Regions from separate parts of the Sus scrofa genome. Here regions 2 and 3 are each linked to region 1. Evidence: chromatin contacts called from public Hi-C and HiChIP or PLAC-seq data. All regions are on one chromosome and are shown on one strand. Each heading gives the region's core, a stretch centred on a gene start, on an enhancer-like site or on the middle of the called end of the contact. The rest is flanking DNA. Distances are from core to core; before and after follow the strand shown. Region 1 holds the start of EBF1 (transcription factor COE1). Region 2 overlaps LOC110257284 (a long non-coding RNA gene). Region 3 overlaps LOC106506547 (a long non-coding RNA gene).

Region 1 (2,643 bases), core at 52-2,551:
ACTTCTGCCTGTCTCCATTCCATTCAACATGGGCATGTGTACTTTTCCATCACTGACCCCATGAGTTTCCTAAATCAAAGGGCCAAGGAAAGCCGGCAGAAAGGGGACCTGGATTTCTGGCAGAGAATTTCCCCGAAGGAGTCCTTAGCAGATTTGGCTGCAGTCAGGGAGTTCCTTTGAGGGCAATGAAACAGAAGTTCGGCCTGTGCTTATTAGAGGTTACAACCCGCTAAAAAATGATGGCCGCATTACCCAGAAACATCTAGCTATTTCCTTTGCCAGCCACAAGCATATATGCTGAAAGGTCTGAAGTAGGAGACCATTTCTTCTTCCCTTCCTCCCTCCGATGATCGTTCCCTCCTTCCTCCGTCTCTCTCTTCCTTGACAGGTGGCAGGTGACAGAAGTTGGGCAAAGGTTTGTCCAAGCCCCTCATTTTAACAGAAAGAATGAGGAGGAGAGAAACCCTACACCAAATAACTAATCAGAGACATTGTTGTTGCTTTGTTCGTTACTCTAAAGAAAAACTATTGTGGAGGGGATAAGGGGGTGGGGGTTGAATTCGAGTAAAATTTAAAATGCATCATGGCACAGCTCCAGGGAGAGCATCCGTTCCGCCGTTTACACTTTACATGAAGTGCTCCGGAGAAGTGAGCATGTGAGGACAGTGCCTAACGCCGGCGCCCTCCAGGCTAATCGCCGCCCTTCAGGCTAAATGCTGCCGAGCGAGAAGCATTTCGGAGGCTTGACTATGGGTAGAGCACTGGTCCCCACTCCCTGCGGATCCATAGCGCCTCGCTTGCCTGGGCCCAGGGTCCACTCCTCCCTGCCAGCGTGGAGGCAGTGTGCCCTCCGCAGACTCCCAATACCGATCTCGCGCACCCATTTTCCAACCCACCACCCCCTCCTCAAAGCGAAGAGGTGGGCACCTGGGATGCACGTCCTGCTTTTTCTGCCCGGGCTCTCCTGTCTCCTCCACATTTGCCCCCGACGTCCCAGAACAGCGGAGCAGAACTCGGCATCCGCCCAGCGAGGGCGCAGCCTGTGCGCCTCTAGCGCTTTCAGGGCGCGGCGAGGATGTTAAACCGACCGCAAAGGCCAGGATGCAGACCCCAACTCAAATCCTGCTCCCCTTCTTTCTGTCTCCCTTCTGCCCGAGTCTGCCCAGCTCAGCCCCGCTCCTCCCCAGCTCGGATGTCGGTGCTCGGAGATTCTTCGTTTGCCACTTTGCGAGGAACTTTGGCCGGCTCCCCTGCGCCACCCGAGGAGGGATGTTAGTGAGCTAGCAAGGCCCTACGCTGAGAGCTGGAAGGCACCTATGCTGCGATTGGCTGCGGCGAGGCGGAAGGATGACGTTATGCAAATGAGGGGGCGGCCCCTTGAGGCGCCGGCCCCGCCTCCTCCCTTTGGGGTTAGTGTGCCTGTGTTTAGCTCTGGGGAGAGTCAAACTGGATTCCATAGGGAAAGCCTGCAAATCACTTCTATTTTAGCAAGAAGAAAACAGAATCTCCATTCAGCAGGGTCCACTTCTCTCTCTTTCTCCCTCTCCTCTCCTCTCCTTTCCTCTCCTCTCCTCTCTTTCTGTCTTTCCCTACCCCCCTCCCCCTCCCCCCCATCCCACTCTCCCTCTCTGGTGTATCTGTCTACAGCAACCAGCGTCCTCCTCATCTACACGCACTGAAAGGAAAGAAATATCTTTGGTTGGGAGAGAAGGAGGAAAAAAAAAGAGAGGAAAAACTTGCCTGGTTGTGGAAAATGACACTTGAAGTAGCAAAGCCGGCAGCGCGAGTTGAGTCTATTGTTTCTTAAATTGCCACCAGGGCTTTTTTTTTTTTTTTTTTTTTTTTTTTTTTTTTTTTTTTCTTCCTGCTTCTTCAAGTGAACGGTACCTCTTCAAAAGGAAACTCCAGCCCCTCCTGTCCTCCACCGGCTTGTGATCATTACAAAAAAAAAAAAAAAAAAAAAAAAAAAAAAAAAAAAAAAAAAAAAAAAAAAAAAAAAAAAAAGCAAAAAAAAAAAAGCAGAAAAAAAAAGCACCCAAACCAAAAATTAACCAACCAAACAACCCCCAACAGCCAAGCATACATCTCTATTTTTTTTTATTTTGGTCTTTTTGTTGGATTTTCCCTTCTTTTTTTTCTCCGTTTTTTTTTTTTTTCGCGTTATCGCTCAGTTTTGAGCGAAGGTTTACATTTTTTAAAAATTTGCTTTCCAGCCCGCCTTGATCTTCTAGCGCGAGTTCATCGACTCAAAAAAAAAAAAAAAAAAATCTCTGGCTGGCGTTTTTCTTTCCTTTTTTTTTTTTTTTTTTTTTTTTTTTTTAATTTTCAAGGGGGAGGAGATTTTCCACAAGAAAAGGTTGTTTTCATGTTTGGGATTCAGGAAAGCATCCAACGGAGTGGAAGCAGCATGAAGGAAGAGCCGCTGGGCAGCGGCATGAACGCGGTGCGGACGTGGATGCAGGGCGCCGGGGTGCTGGACGCCAACACGGCGGCGCAGAGGTGGGTACCGCACGGGGACCGCGGCCGGGGAGGCGAGCTGCGAGCAGTAGAGCTGGGAGGCGGTAGCGGCCGTGGCCACGACGGGCCCGGCCGCGCTACTGCGTCTGCCGCTCGGCTCTGTTCGCCTCTGGGGCTCGGTGCTCC
Region 2 (2,643 bases), core at 68-2,567, 980 kb after region 1:
CCGAGCCTTCAGATGTGATCATAACTCCAGGCTAGACCTTGAGGCAGAGGCACCCAGCTGAGCTGTACCCAGATTCCTGACACACAGAAACTGTGAAATACTAAATGTTCATTATTTAAAGCAACGGTCTTGGGGTACTCTGTTACACAGCAATAGATAACCAACTATAACTGCGTCCTCTGTGGAACCCATATAAATGATTGCTGAATTAAGGGATTAAATAAATGCTGAGGATTATAAAATCCTCTTATCATCCAAGAAGAAAAATAAAAAAATAAAAATAAAATGTCTAAGTCTTGTTCAAGTCACTGGACACAAGCTATTCCTTCTGTATGCTCAGGTCCTAAATAAGCCTCACATCAAGACCAGTCACCATGAACACATGCATAGAGTTCACAGCTGAGTGGAGCTTACAGATCAGGGTGACATTCATTAGACAACATAATCAAGTAATTAATTACAAAATGAAGGAGTTTTTTAAATTGGTCTTCATAGGGCATGTTTCATAGGCTACCTACGCTGTCAATCCCCACCATGGCAAAATATTGCTGCTACTTCTGGGGCTCCTTCCTCCTTCTAGGCACTATATGAGGTCTTTATATGATTTCCTCATGCAATCTTCACTACACCCCATGAAGTAGGCATATTATTATCCCATCTCACTAATGAATAAATGGAAGTTCTGAGAAGTAAAGTGATTTGTCCAAGGTCATACAGTCATTAAGTGGCTCATATGTGCCTATGTACAAGGTCAATGTCCTTCACAGCTTCCTACTTTTCTAATTATCTAAGTTAAATATCCTAGAAAATTCACTCCATGGGTTTAAAGTAAGGATCAACAATGTTCACATTAGGCAGAGCTGCTGCATTTATTTTCTTTAAGTTTCAGGGGCAAAAAAAAAAAAGTTAATAATTTTTAAGCAGCAGGGGAACTGGAGGTGACTACCCAGGGTAGTTCAGAGATAAATGTTTTCTGAGACCAGATCGCTTGAGTTCCAATCCCAGAGCCACTAATTACCAACGGTGTGACCTTGGACAGATCTTACCTTCCCACACTTCATTTCCTTAATAATAGTATCCTGTGAGGATTAAACAAGGTAACCCAGTGTATATAAAGCAGTTAAAACAGTGTCTGGCACAGAATGAGCACTCAATTTTGGATTCAGAATGAAAGTACAACTGACAGTTTACTTAATGGGGTTCTCGAGAAGATTCAATGAGATAATATTTAAGTGCTCAGACCAGTGCCCAGAACCAAGTAAGCAAACTGCTCGGTGAAGTCTCCTGCTGGCTGCCCATGACTCAGAGGAAGGGGGTTTGGCAGCCAGTGCTGTGCCTGCAACAGTGATCACAGCTTTAAGATGAACCCTGCGTGGACTGCCATCTAGATGTCTGAGGTCACGGCATCCATCAAAAGCTCTGGTCTAACTGAACAATGGTCCTATGTTGCATGCTTACTTTCATTTGTTACAGAAGCCCTGGGGTGGGGTCTCTGCAGAACTACCCTAGGTGGAAAAAAATTAATTAAATAAGGCCAAAGATTCTTTGGTTTCTTTCCACATTACCAGTGGTTTGCCTCACCAGCCCACAAAGAAACAAGAATTCAGGGATTGAGTAACTTCTCAGTTGGTGCGCTGAAGAATGGGGAGGCAGAAGGGAGTAGTAATTACAGACATGGAATTTGGAGTCAGGCAAAACTGCATTCAAATTCCAGCTTCTAACCCTTCCTTACATATGACCCTGGCTGAGTAGCTTAAACTTCCTAAGCCTGGTTTCTCATGGGTAAAAGGGAGATAAAAATAGTATTTTCCTTATAGGTTTTTGTGGAAGAATAAAACATGATAATATAAGGTGTTAATTATAAAAAAAAAATGAAACTCGGATTTCCCATTGTAGCCCAGCCGGTTAAGGACCCAACATTGTCTCTGTGAGGATGAAGATCCGACCCCTGGCCTCACTCAGTGGGTTAAGGATCCAGCATTTCCACAAGCTGCAGCAGGGGCAGCAGATGTGGCTCACATCTAGAGTTGCTGTGGCTGTGACATAGGCCTCAGCTGCAGCTCCCATTTGACCCCTAGCCTGGGAACTTTCATATGCCACAGGAGCAGCCAAAAAAAAAAAAAAAAAAAATAGCCAGCACCTACTGAGTGCTGATCCAGCCAAGGGCTTTCTATGTCGTATTTATGTCTCACAACAATCCAAAATATATACTGCTATTAGTCCCATTTTATAGATAATGTTTGAGATAACCGAGTCACTTGCTGGCATAGTCACTTTTAAGTCAAGCCTTAGAGAGTCCAGGAAATAATATTCTTTAAGTGGTAATTATTATTTCCTTTTGGGTCATCAATTCCTCAGTGATTCAAACCATTCATTATTTCTTATATGCCCAACTTTATGAATCCAGGGCCTGTGAGAAAAAACCAAGCAAGATAAGTTATGAATTTCCCCTTCATAGAGTTTTTAGTTTGATTGTTTAAACAAGACATAGGCACCTGACAAATTGTTGCTCCCATCTCCAAATCCTCCATAATAACCAGAGTCCTACACATCCGATATTCAAGTTTCCCCCTCATATGTGACTTTCCCAAATCATACCTCCATTACGTGAAGTTAACATTATTTCTCACTGGCATATTTGTT
Region 3 (2,643 bases), core at 54-2,553, 620 kb after region 1:
GAATCCATGAGCATGTAGGTTCCACTTAAATACACTAAAACAGAGAGAGAGAGTAAGACAGAGTCAGAGACAGAGAGAAAAAGAGAGACAGAGGGAGACAGAGACAGAGATAAAGACACAGAGAGATATAAAGAAGGAGAGAGAAAGAGACAGAAAGAGAATTTTTTTTTTTTTAACTTTTTAGGGCCACACCTGCGGCATGTAGAATTCCCAGGTTAGGGTCTAATCAGAGCTGCAGCTGCCAGCCTGGACCACAGCCACAGCAATGTGGGATGTGAGCCACATCTGCCACCTACACCACAGCTCATGTCAGTGCTGGATCCTTAAACCCACTAGGGATCAAACCCACATCCTCACAGTTACTAGTTGGATTCATTTCCAATGCTCCACAATGGGAACTTCCAAAGAAATTTAATGAGGTTTCTCAATCCATTCTGGATTAGTCTAGCCCTTAGCAAGTCTTTCCTTACTCTGAATTAAAATCTTTCTGTGATTTCCACTGGCCATTCCTAAGTGCTCCCAATAAAGTATCATAGCAAAAGTTGCAACCTCTTCAACAGAAGAGCATCTGTAAGTTAGAAGACAGTGCTCATTTTTAGCCCTTTCATCCCTTTAAACAGCATCAGTCATTCCTCCAAACCTTCTGATTCCCCAGTGTCTTGCCCTCCTGGGACAAGTCAGCCTAATCCAGGTTCTGGACATTGTTCACCTGTTTTCAAATCCTGGCTCCACAGCTTGGTATGATCCCTGAACCTCAGTGTCCTCATCTGTAGAATGGAAATGATTATAATAATAGCACCTGCTGATCTTTCTATTGTGGGAACGAAATAGATAACACACACAGCATGCATAGTAATAGAGTGACAAGCACTGAACAAGCACTCAAAAATGTTAGAGATAAATACTCCAGGTGGCAACAGACCCAAGGAACCAGTGCCAAGGGGGCCCACAGTGCCCTCAGAATTGAATCATTTCTGTTAATAAAACCTCACTGGGTTAGTTTTAGAGCTGCCACAGCCCCTGACAACTCTTGGGCTTGCGGTCAATCAAAATCTTAAGATCTTTTACATTTTTTTTTCACTTCAGCTGCTGTCAAACCTGCTCTCCCACATCCTATACTTTAAAAATCAATTTTCTGAAACTAAAAGCAGAACCATATATTTATCCTTATTAAATTTTCTGCAAATCAGTTTGGCCTATCATTCTAACATGTCAAGATAAGTTTAAGTCTTGATTCTGTCATCTGACCTATTAGTCACCCTTCCCAACCCTATGTCATCTCCAGATGTGATAATTTTCCTTTTTTTTCTGTTCATGCAGCTCTCAGATAAAATTCTGAACAAACTCAAGGCCAAGGACAGAGCCCTGCAGTACTGTTGACATTCTTTGGGCAACAGTCCAACATTCTAATTTTATGGATGAGGAAAGTGAGATTCGGAAGCCCATCATCATACAATACAGCCTGTTGACTCTTTCCCAATGTGTGTACCTTGGAACAGCAATCCCCTGAGAGATTTTCCACAACAAGGGGTTTTTATGGCCAAGTACGTTTGGAAAATCATGCACGCTCTGTTTCCTCTTGGAGATTGGCAGTGCTCAAGAGCACACTTCAGATTTTGTGAAGTACTACAGTCAAGAATCCTATTTAGCTTGTTTAGCTCAGAATTTTTCAAATGAGTTTGACCACAAAATCCTATTTTCATGTAATAACTCTTAACATCCCATAGAACCAGTGGCCCGTAGTTGGCTGCAAATAGACACATCTTGAACATGAGATCCGTGTCACTCGCTTGTTGTATGAGTTAGGTCCTGCGGTCCCTAGGTTCTGAGTTTTGTGACTTCCCAATGAAAAATAAGAAGGGAAGGAGCTTTGGAAAAGAAGAGATTAAAGAAGGGGAGTGTCGTGTGACAAAAAGGCAGGAATCAAGGTAGGGGAAGCCCTCCCCCCCGCCTCCATGTGTTCAAAGCAGCAGTGAAAAGAGGAGCCCAGGGCAGAATTCCTAGAAGATTCCAACCCTCTGCCTCCCACCCTCACCCCTCACAGGTTTCCATCAGGCTCTGCCTCGAGACCATCAGGACTAGTCTCATTATGCTTTTATCGTATCAGTCGTCCCAAGAACCAGGATTCCCAGGGGGCTTAATCACCAGTTTTTCAAGAAGACTCCCCTGATTTAAAGATGCACTTTCTCCATCTGGCACCCCTCTCCCTTCCCTGCTTTATTTTTTTCTGTAGCATTTACTACCATATGACATAATATGTATTTCATCAGTTTATTTGCTAGATTTGTTTATTGTCTGGATCCTTCTACTAGAGAATAAGCTCCATGCTGGCAGGAATATTTATTTCATTCACTGCTTTATTCTGAGCACTTAGAATAGTATGTAGCTGATAGTTGGTGCTCAATAAATATGAAAACACCAGTCAGCTCAAGCCAGGGGGCCTAAATAAATTATAGCCTCTCAAAGGGCAAGGATCACATCTTGGGTTTTCTTTGACTTATTTATGACATGATACCATCTGCTGAGTGGGTCTTTATTACAGTAGAAATGAATATTATTACTCAGATAGATATCAATATATAGGGAGAGGCTATTAGTCTCAGAAACCATGTTCTCTCTCTTCCGGTGACCTCATCCACCAGG

Evidence for each region. Hi-C and Micro-C count contacts between places; a contact is called where the count stands out from the background. HiChIP or PLAC-seq counts read pairs in DNA pulled down with a chosen protein or histone mark.
Region 2: a Hi-C map of embryonic fibroblasts shows a contact between it and region 1, with 2.5 times the contacts expected there. The contact joins the enhancer-like site here to the promoter of EBF1 in region 1. A contact is called at or near these places in 11 of 47 Hi-C or Micro-C datasets (brain, embryonic fibroblasts, fetal heart ventricle and 7 more) and 1 of 2 datasets of contacts at active chromatin or transcription factors (skeletal muscle).
Region 3: an H3K27ac HiChIP or PLAC-seq map of skeletal muscle shows a contact between it and region 1, with 12 times the contacts expected there. The contact joins the enhancer-like site here to the promoter of EBF1 in region 1. A contact is called at or near these places in 6 of 47 Hi-C or Micro-C datasets (mesenteric adipose tissue, omental adipose tissue, retroperitoneal adipose tissue and 2 more) and 1 of 2 datasets of contacts at active chromatin or transcription factors (skeletal muscle).

The regions. Positions count from the first base shown.
Region 1 is chr16:64,356,710-64,359,352 of Sscrofa11.1, forward strand. EBF1 (transcription factor COE1) reads left to right here and starts at 1,302. Exons shown (of 17, transcript XM_005672579.3): 1 at 1,302-1,409; 2 at 2,381-2,499. The coding sequence starts at 1,317.
Region 2 is chr16:65,336,509-65,339,151 of Sscrofa11.1, forward strand. All of the region lies in intron 3 of LOC110257284 (a long non-coding RNA gene), which reads right to left. Among named protein-coding and RNA genes, the nearest start is that of CLINT1, 160 kb to the right of the region's middle. Within about 2 kb of position 1,318, at least 3 of the 83 cell types and tissues checked have an H3K27ac peak or open chromatin away from gene starts, as enhancers often do. A contact at or near this core is called in embryonic fibroblasts, where this site is marked.
Region 3 is chr16:64,976,623-64,979,265 of Sscrofa11.1, forward strand. The region is part of intron 4 of LOC106506547 (a long non-coding RNA gene); the gene reads right to left. Among named protein-coding and RNA genes, the nearest start is that of CLINT1, 520 kb to the right of the region's middle. Within about 2 kb of position 1,304, at least 10 of the 83 cell types and tissues checked have an H3K27ac peak or open chromatin away from gene starts, as enhancers often do. A contact at or near this core is called in retroperitoneal adipose tissue and skeletal muscle, where this site is marked.